Regions from separate parts of the Zea mays genome. Here regions 1 and 3 are each linked to region 2. Evidence: chromatin contacts called from public Hi-C data. All regions are on one chromosome and are shown on one strand. Each heading gives the region's core, a stretch centred on a gene start, on an enhancer-like site or on the middle of the called end of the contact. The rest is flanking DNA. Distances are from core to core; before and after follow the strand shown.

Region 1 (2,700 bases), core at 182-2,681, 630 kb after region 2:
ACAAGAGACAATGGTTAAGCACATACTTGCCTGATGTGGATCCTCCATTTTATCATGCCCAGCCTGGAAGACCAAAGAAGAAGTGAGTGAGAACGCAAGGAGAACCTCATGTTGAGTCTAGAGCCTCAAAAAGGGCTGCAGTGAAATGCTCCAATTGCCACACTTATGGTCACAATGTTAAGGGATGTGGAGTGCCACTTAGGGCTGATTGGGAGCCTAGGAAGGGAGCTAAGTACACGAGGGTTTGTGACTCACTATTTATTTTGCATTTTCCATGGTAAAGGTATCAACTCACATAGCTATATTTCTATATTTTAGGCCTCAATTGGTGTTCCTACTTCATCTCAACCAAACCCGTCAACATTTGAAGGTTCAAGCCAATACAATTTGGCTCCATTTGAAGGCCAAAACTACATGAACAATGATGAAGTCAATGGAGTCTGTCAGAACATCGAAGGAGGACCTGGAATTAGGCCACAAAAGTTGTTCTCAATAAGGAAAAGGAATGATTAACTGTGATATGTGCCTTGTTAATGTAAACTGTGACTATTGCGCCTTGTTACTGCAAAATATGATTCTGAAATGATTTTTATTGGGTCACTACATTATGTGTTGGATGTGTTGGATGGAGCGCTTGGTTTTTATTTGGTAATTGCATTCTGAAACGATTTTTATTAGCCCTGCTGTATGAGCTGGATAGAGCGCTCGGTTCCCATGAGCTCATGCGGGTTGTTGGAGCGCCTACTTACAAGTTACAATGTGTTCTGCAGCATAGCTGGTTGCGTATGCACAAGCAGACTAGCCGCGTGCAGCATGCCCTTCACTCCTGTTCCATTTCCACCTGTTGCTGTGCCGTCTTGGCTTTTCAGCAGCCCTGGCATTTGACTGTTAGTGCTAGCTACTAGTTTCTTCACTCGCCTTACAAAGTTACAAGTGACCTCAGCAAAGTGTTACTAGTAGTTTAGTTTCTAGAAAAGCTTGTTCTCTTGTTGTTGGATGATTGATGATAATTTGATAAGGTCGTACCTTCTGGCTTCAGATTTTCTTCATGGCATATTGTATGAGCTGGATGGAGCGCTCGGTTTTGGCTAAGCTAACCAAGCCAAGGAGCCAAGCCGATTAGTGTTTTAAGGATGGAGCCAAACGTGTTTGCTATAAGATTAGACCACCTAATTTGGAAGGAGGAGTTTGACAGAATATAAGTTGTGGGTATTTGAAAACACCCCAAACTTGTAAGTGGATTTATGCAGTTTTCCTTTGCCTTAATGATCATCCACCACAGTACCACACCCCCGCTATCCTATTCAACGGTTCTGATCTTCCACCCACCATTCTAGCGCAGATCGCCAGACCCGCAAAACCCTAGCCCCCACCTTCTCCCAACTATAAAGGCCTGGTCTCCCGCTTTGCCCCATTTCCCTCGCCATCCTACGCCTCGCGCCGCCGCCACAGCAACCCTTGCAGCCCCAATCCCCCACGGCGACCATGGCCGGCGCGCAGGAGTCCCTCTCCCTGGTGGGCACGATGCGCGGCCATAACGGCGAGGTGACGGCGATCGCGACCCCGATCGACAACTCGCCTTTCATCGTCTCCTCCTCCCGGGACAAGTCCGTGCTGGTGTGGGACCTGACCAACCCGGTCCACTCCACCCCGGAATCCGGCGTCACCGCCGACTACGGCGTCCCCTTCCGCCGCCTCACCGGCCACTCCCACTTCGTCCAGGACGTCGTCCTTAGTTCCGACGGCCAGTTCGCACTCTCTGGCTCCTGGGACGGCGAGCTCCGCCTTTGGGACCTCTCCACCGGCCTCACCACCCGCCGCTTCGTCGGCCACGAGAAGGACGTCATCTCCGTCGCCTTCTCCGTCGACAACCGCCAGATCGTCTCCGCGTCCCGCGACAAGACCATCAAGCTCTGGAACACTCTCGGCGAGTGCAAGTACACCATCGGCGGCGACCTCGGCGGCGGCGAGGGCCACAACGGGTGGGTCTCCTGCGTTAGGTTCTCCCCAAACACCTTCCAGCCCACCATTGTCTCCGGATCCTGGGACCGCACCGTCAAGGTCTGGAACCTTACCAACTGCAAGCTGCGCTGCACTCTGGATGGGCACGGTGGCTATGTTAACGCCGTCGCTGTGAGCCCCGACGGGTCGCTGTGCGCCTCCGGCGGGAAGGACGGTGTTACTCTGCTGTGGGATTTGGCTGAGGGGAAGAGGCTGTACTCGCTGGACGCGGGCTCCATCATCCACTCTCTCTGCTTCTCACCCAACCGCTACTGGCTCTGCGCTGCGACGCAGGACTCTGTCAAGATCTGGGACCTCGAGTCGAAGCACGTTGTGCAGGACCTCAAGCCCGACATCCAGGTCTCCAAGAACCAGGTTCGTCTCTGCCCTTAACCTGCGTTTAGCATGCCAGAAATCGTGTAGGTTAGGATCTGTAGCTACTTGTACATGAGTTGTGCTGCCTTATTGAGGAATTAGTCCGTTAATCCACTTATATGGTATGTATACATATATATCCAACTTCAACAAATGTCCAGTTCTCTGCAGAACTGTTAGGGTGCTGAATCTTTAGTGCTAATGCATATAAGAATATATTTTGGTTAAAAGATGATTTGTGTGCTGTGTCATAGTTTTGTATCACTTTAATTGTTCTATCAATTTTCCACTTGTTTTACATATGCTCTTGTTATTGTTTTTACC
Region 2 (2,700 bases), core at 191-2,690:
CCAGACCGATCTTGACGGCCTGAATTCCAGTGGTCACCGGGTTCAGGGGAGTTTGTGGTGGCTCTGGTCTGCCGTTGATGGCTCGCAGCAGCCGGCATCGAGCTCAGACCCATCAGCCGGGCAACCACCCCGGGAGCACGCATTCCATTCTCGCTGCAGTTTCTGTCTTGGCCAGGTTGTGGCTGTGGGTAGTGACTGGTGCCGTTGCATTCAGTTCTGCTTCTTGAGTAATCTGCAGAATCAATCTGAAGGGGAAAAAACATGAAAGAGTTTAGAGCTATTGGGGAACAAAACGAACGGTAAAATGTCTCGGGGGGCAGGAGAATTTGGCACTTCAGCCATAGATTGTTGCAGAAACCAGAGGTCCCAAGATATCATGGCGAGTTCATCACAAATTCAAAAACAGAAATTCGAAGGAAGAGTGCCGTTTCACCACCAAAACATCTAAGACGAAGAAAAATAAAACGGGGTGAGTGTGCCGTACCAGAAGGGGCCTCGTCTTGTCGCCGCCGGCCAGCGGTCTCCCAGGAGAGAACTTGTGCGCGCGCACTGAAACACCGGAGACGAAAGCTTACGAAAAGCGGCGGATTCGCATAGTTGCACGAACCACGAAGGGGGGGAAGGGGATTGTTTGCGCGGAGAAAGGACAACGCAGTACCGTCGCGATCTCAACTCACCTGGGGGCAGCAGCTTGCTCTTCTTGGAGGACGAGGAGAAGAGCTTCCTCTTGGCGAACATCTGGAACAGCGCCGCCACGCGCGACGGCGCCGGCTTCTGCCGCTCGGTGATCGCCAGGCCGCCGCCGCCGCCGCTGGGCGCGGAGGCGGTGCCGCTCTTCATGTCCCCGCGCCACGACCAAAAAGAGAAACTAAAAACTCAATTCTCCCCAAGCCTTGTGCTGCAATGCGTCTCCTCTAGAACCTCGGATGTCTCACTCCCTTACAGACGTCGAAATAATAAATGCAAACAAGCAAAAAAAGATGCTGAACAGACGCTGCAGGTTTCTCTCTCCTCTTGACTTGTTGAGGCATTTATCGCCACCTCCAGTTCTCGACTTGCTGCATGCATCTTGAGAATGAGGGGATCAGTAAATGCCCAAAAGTCCATGCCAGCACCTCCCCACCCCCCATGAACAATCATGGACAGATGCTAGAGAACAAAAGAGAAGCAAAGCCGCTGCTGTGACTCTTGTTCAAGATATGACTACTGGACTGTAACTCCTCTTGAACTCGTCTTATAAACTAAAACTGGGAGGGACTACCAGCAAAAGCAAACGCTCTTTGCAGAGTTGGAGTGATCGAGAGCAAGATAGCAGATTATTTATTTATTCAACTGCTGGAGCCTGGTGAGTGGTGAGTGGAGAACGGAGAGGAGAGGAGGGGGTTGCGAGAAAAGGAAGGGACGACTTGAGGGGGGTCCCGGTGTCTGTTGCAGATATGAAGCGACGTCTCTAAAGGCTATCTCTACTCCCTATAGCAGTAGCAGCTCGACACAGCCAAGACTGTTCTTGTCTGTTTCTTCTCTGCGTGTCACGCGTAGGCTTTACTACCTGAATAGCTCTGTCAGCGGCGACCTTTCTGTGCTGCCGTCTCTCGTTTTCTGCTCCTTTTGCCTGGGCCCCTGGTCTGAACTGTAATACTGATCGAAACATTGTCATATGTAATTCAGATTCAGAGTTTTTTTTTTAAAAAAAGGCAGAGCTTCGCTTAGGTTGAAGTTGAAGCTGAGCGAAAAGTTACACCATCTTTTACCGAAACTTGAGTAGAATCTAAGGGAGAAAGACAAGTAGCTCCGTTCTGCTACCATATATAGTAGTAGTAAACCATACTAGGTGCTCAAGGCACATACGGCGATGGCGCATCTACCTACCTGTGGTTGTTGTTGGATGTCTAGGTAACCGAAGAGTGAGGTCAAAGCAAAGCGAAGGCGGCTGGTTGGTGCTGACGCATACGGAGTGCTATGTTCTTCAGACGGCTACTAGTTTCTTGCGGCGGCAAATTGAAATGGAGTGTACGTCCTTGTTGAGACGGCTAGCCTTGAGTGCTGAACCCACGAAATGGAGTAAGCACGTTCTTGCAGGCGTCCAGACATATATGTTACAGGTCTCCCGGTCAAATGAGGCCTCGTATTATCAGCTTGTTCGCTGCGGCTTGCTGCGGCTGCAATCCGGCTGCGGCTGCGGCTTCTACAGTATTTTTCTCTCTATGGATTGCAGCTGCAGCAATCCAAACAGCTGCAACAGTGTCGGCTTGTAGCCAGCCGAACACGCCCTATATATACAATGTTTGTTTCGTCGGACATTCTTGGACGCAGCGTTGACTAGCAGAAATTTAGAGGCACGGCAACAAGGATTAGCGTTATTGTATATACAAACTGCCGCGCTGTCTCTGTCTGGCACGGCAGCTGCTTTGGGGTGCGTTGATATCATCTTTCAGTCAAGTTCTCAGGACATCTACGCCAGAGGATCGTCTGCAAGAGTCTCGAGTTTAACGTACAAATACAACACCCCCTCCCCCCACCCACCTCCAAAAAACCAGACCGTACAGTCTTGTATTTGTTCAAGGTCAATTATAAGGCCAATTATAAATACTACTTTCTCTATCAAAAAAGACATATTTTTTCGGAAGAGTATTTAAAGTGAAACTTTGACCATTAGTTTTTTTTAAAAATATGATATCAACGAATGCAAATTAAACATCA
Region 3 (2,700 bases), core at 21-2,520, 670 kb after region 2:
CCTTCGGGAGTGGGTTGCTCGTTGCGCTGCCTCTTGCTGAGTGCGTCGTCTTCGCAGGCCTCTTGGTGGGTGGTGTCGACAAGGGCATTGCCCTTTTTCTCGGCCAGCAGCGCTGCCTTCGCAGCCTTCGAGGTAGCTCTCTTGGGTGCCATCGCGGGTGGTTTTTTCGTAGCACGAACGGTGGGCGCCAAATGTTGGAACTTACTCTCCCGAGCAAGTTGATCCAACAGGGGAGTGAGAGCAACGTAAACAAGGTTTCGATTCGAGATGACAAAAGCTCTGTTAATCTAGCCTCTCAAGGGCACTGTGCGGGGGTATTTATAGGTATCTGAGTGCCCAGCGTCCTGAGTTAAGGACGCATGTGCCCTCAGGCGCCTAGGTTATCCCCGGAATATTCCTATAAAGCAGGGTTACAGACTGTAATTACAGGGAGACCTTTACAAATTAGGCCCGTAATCCGCGGCGGCCACGCATGGCCTGTTACAATGGGCCGGATCACACGTGGGCCTCCATGTTGGACGAGGCCGCGAGATGAGACGACATCGTCACAGGTCTTCGTCCAGCGACGCGTGGGACGAAGGGTAAGTCTGCCAGTCATTTTGTCTCCGTTGGCGCAGCGAGGTTGGCGAAGTCATCGAGCGAAGGGTAACGTCTTCGCCTTCGCCCCAACAAGCATATGGTTTTGTTGGTTTTGAGAGTTCGAGGACCGAAATGATATAACTTGCTATGTTTGGAAATGTTGATGCATTTTACTCTAGAGATTATCTAAATAGCTAAATACTTCTACTTAGAACAGTGCTAGTTTATACCACATAGTAGTACTAATAAAGTCTAAAAAAGTTTTCTTTTATATATTGACCTTAATAAACTAAAAGTCGATCTCCTTTGGAACAAAGGAAAAAAGTGTAAATTTTTTGAAGGATTGAGATCCTATAAGAAGTTTTTTTCTATGCGGTCTTTTAGAACAAATGATTGGGTTGCTATAAATCATATAAATTTTATATGCAATGGGTCATTATAGTGAGATTTTAGAGGATTTTTTAACATTAGGTTCAATCTTTTGAAAACTTTCCTATAAAATTTTATATAAGATGTGTCACACAACGTTATTTCTACATTTTTTCTATCCCTGTATTTTACTAATCCTTCGTTCTAAAGGGAGGCATAACATTGGTTCACTCACAATTCCTGCCTTTTTTCTTTTCGAAAAGAAAGCAATCTCCCTGTTTTTCACTAGGCAAGAGGCAACGCGTCGCGTGCTACCGGCAAATCCACGCAACCTCTGATTTTCGCCGTCGCGTAGGTCGTCAACTCTCTGTCGCGGCATGCCGAAATGTGGCAGCCGAGCCCACGGCTGACGGGCCCCACCCACTCCCTGTGGAGGCGAGAGAGCGTCGTCGAGGCAGCTCGATCTGCCGTCCGTTCCACTATACGGGCGGGCAACAGGGGGGACCCCTTCCCGCGTCCGCCCGCCCGCTGAGATATTTTCCGTCACCGATCGGCCGTACGCTCCCCATCCGACGACTCCGCTGCCGCCGGCGCAACCGACGGCGGCCTTTTGAAGACGTGGCCCAGGCGGGTTGGGTTCGCTTTTCCCTGTTCCTCCCATCCCTCCCTGATCTCTCCCATCCCCTTCTCCTGGGCTGGCTGGCCAGTGACGGACCAGCCCTCTCCCACCTCGCACGCCCCTGTGGCTCCTGACCTTCCCACCACCGGAGTTAATGCCGCCTGGCCTGGCCGTCTCGCTGGCGCGGCGTGGGACGTGGTAGCAGTACCGCGCGTCGCGGTTGGGCCAATGGGACGGGCGTAAGTGCGTAAGCGAGGACGCGAGGTGAGGTGTGGAGATTGAGGGGTGGGAGCTGTTGTGGCGCGTGTCTCCCTGTCGCCCGCAGCTTCTTTTTATTCCTCCCGTCCGGTTCCGTTCCGGGGAATTGATTCTGGGGAGCCGGCGCGGCCGCGGCTGCTTTGATCCCTTGCCGCCTGCCTGGCCTGGGCTCTCGTACCGCAACCGCAATTTGGGTGAGTCCACGCTTACCTGCTCCTGCCATTCGGGCTGTTTCTTCCCGCGGTTTGGGAGCGAGAGCTGCGTGGGAACCTTGGCTCTTGGTTTCTCGCTGTTCCTTTTTCCGTGCTTTTATGTGGAGTGGAGGTAATTCTCATTGTTTCGCAGCGGCGTGCGTGTTCCTTGCCTAGATTGGCGTGATCCAGCTCTGCTCCAACCGTAGAAGTGCGCGCACTTGCTGCTAGCTAAGGTAAAATCTATGTTTCATCTTTTGCTTGTTCATGAGTTGCTACTAGATCAATTTTTTCCCTTTTTTCTCAAGAGTCTGAATCGCAAGGTCATGCCATGCGCATGCACCAAGCAGGAGTAACGACTCCTTTTGTGATGGAAAACTTCCTATTAGGTTCCACGCCTACCCATATACACCCCCAAACTTTGCTAATTCTAGTGAAATCTCCAGGAAGCGCCCTTGTGTCTAAACAACTCCTGATGGAACTTCTGAGTTCTGACCCTTACCTGTATTCCTGATTTACCAGTTCTGCATGGTTTCTTCTGTCAGGAATTCAAACATCTCCTTGTCTCTGATTTTGCTGTTCTTTGCATCCTTGACAGAAGCATCTGCAGTGATCGTTCCAGGCTCGTGAGGAAACTCATTTGCTCGAATCATGTCCGACTTTGTCGGGAGCAGATATACCAAG

The links. A called contact is a pair of places that touch in the nucleus more often than the background predicts.
Region 1: a Hi-C map of leaf shows a contact between it and region 2, with 7 times the contacts expected there. The contact joins the promoter of LOC100216946 here to the promoter of LOC103635295 in region 2. A contact is called at or near these places in 3 of 25 Hi-C or Micro-C datasets (ear, leaf and leaf mesophyll).
Region 3: a contact with region 2 is called in a Hi-C map of tassel, with 6 times the contacts expected there. The contact joins the promoter of LOC103635300 here to the promoter of LOC103635295 in region 2. A contact is called at or near these places in 3 of 25 Hi-C or Micro-C datasets (bundle sheath, ear and tassel).

What each region holds. Positions count from the first base shown.
Region 1 is chr8:67,002,525-67,005,224 of Zm-B73-REFERENCE-NAM-5.0, forward strand. It overlaps LOC100216946 (guanine nucleotide-binding protein beta subunit-like protein), which reads left to right and starts at 1,432. Exons shown (of 2, transcript NM_001143328.1): 1 at 1,432-2,376. The coding sequence starts at 1,486.
Region 2 is chr8:66,368,096-66,370,795 of Zm-B73-REFERENCE-NAM-5.0, forward strand. It overlaps LOC103635295, which reads right to left and starts at 1,441. Exons shown (of 5, transcript XM_008657787.4): 1 at 678-1,441; 2 at 485-549; 3 at 1-245. The coding sequence starts at 840.
Region 3 is chr8:67,033,404-67,036,103 of Zm-B73-REFERENCE-NAM-5.0, forward strand. LOC103635300 reads left to right here and starts at 1,271. Exons shown (of 5, transcript XM_008657789.3): 1 at 1,271-2,019; 2 at 2,171-2,252; 3 at 2,615-2,700. The coding sequence starts at 2,668.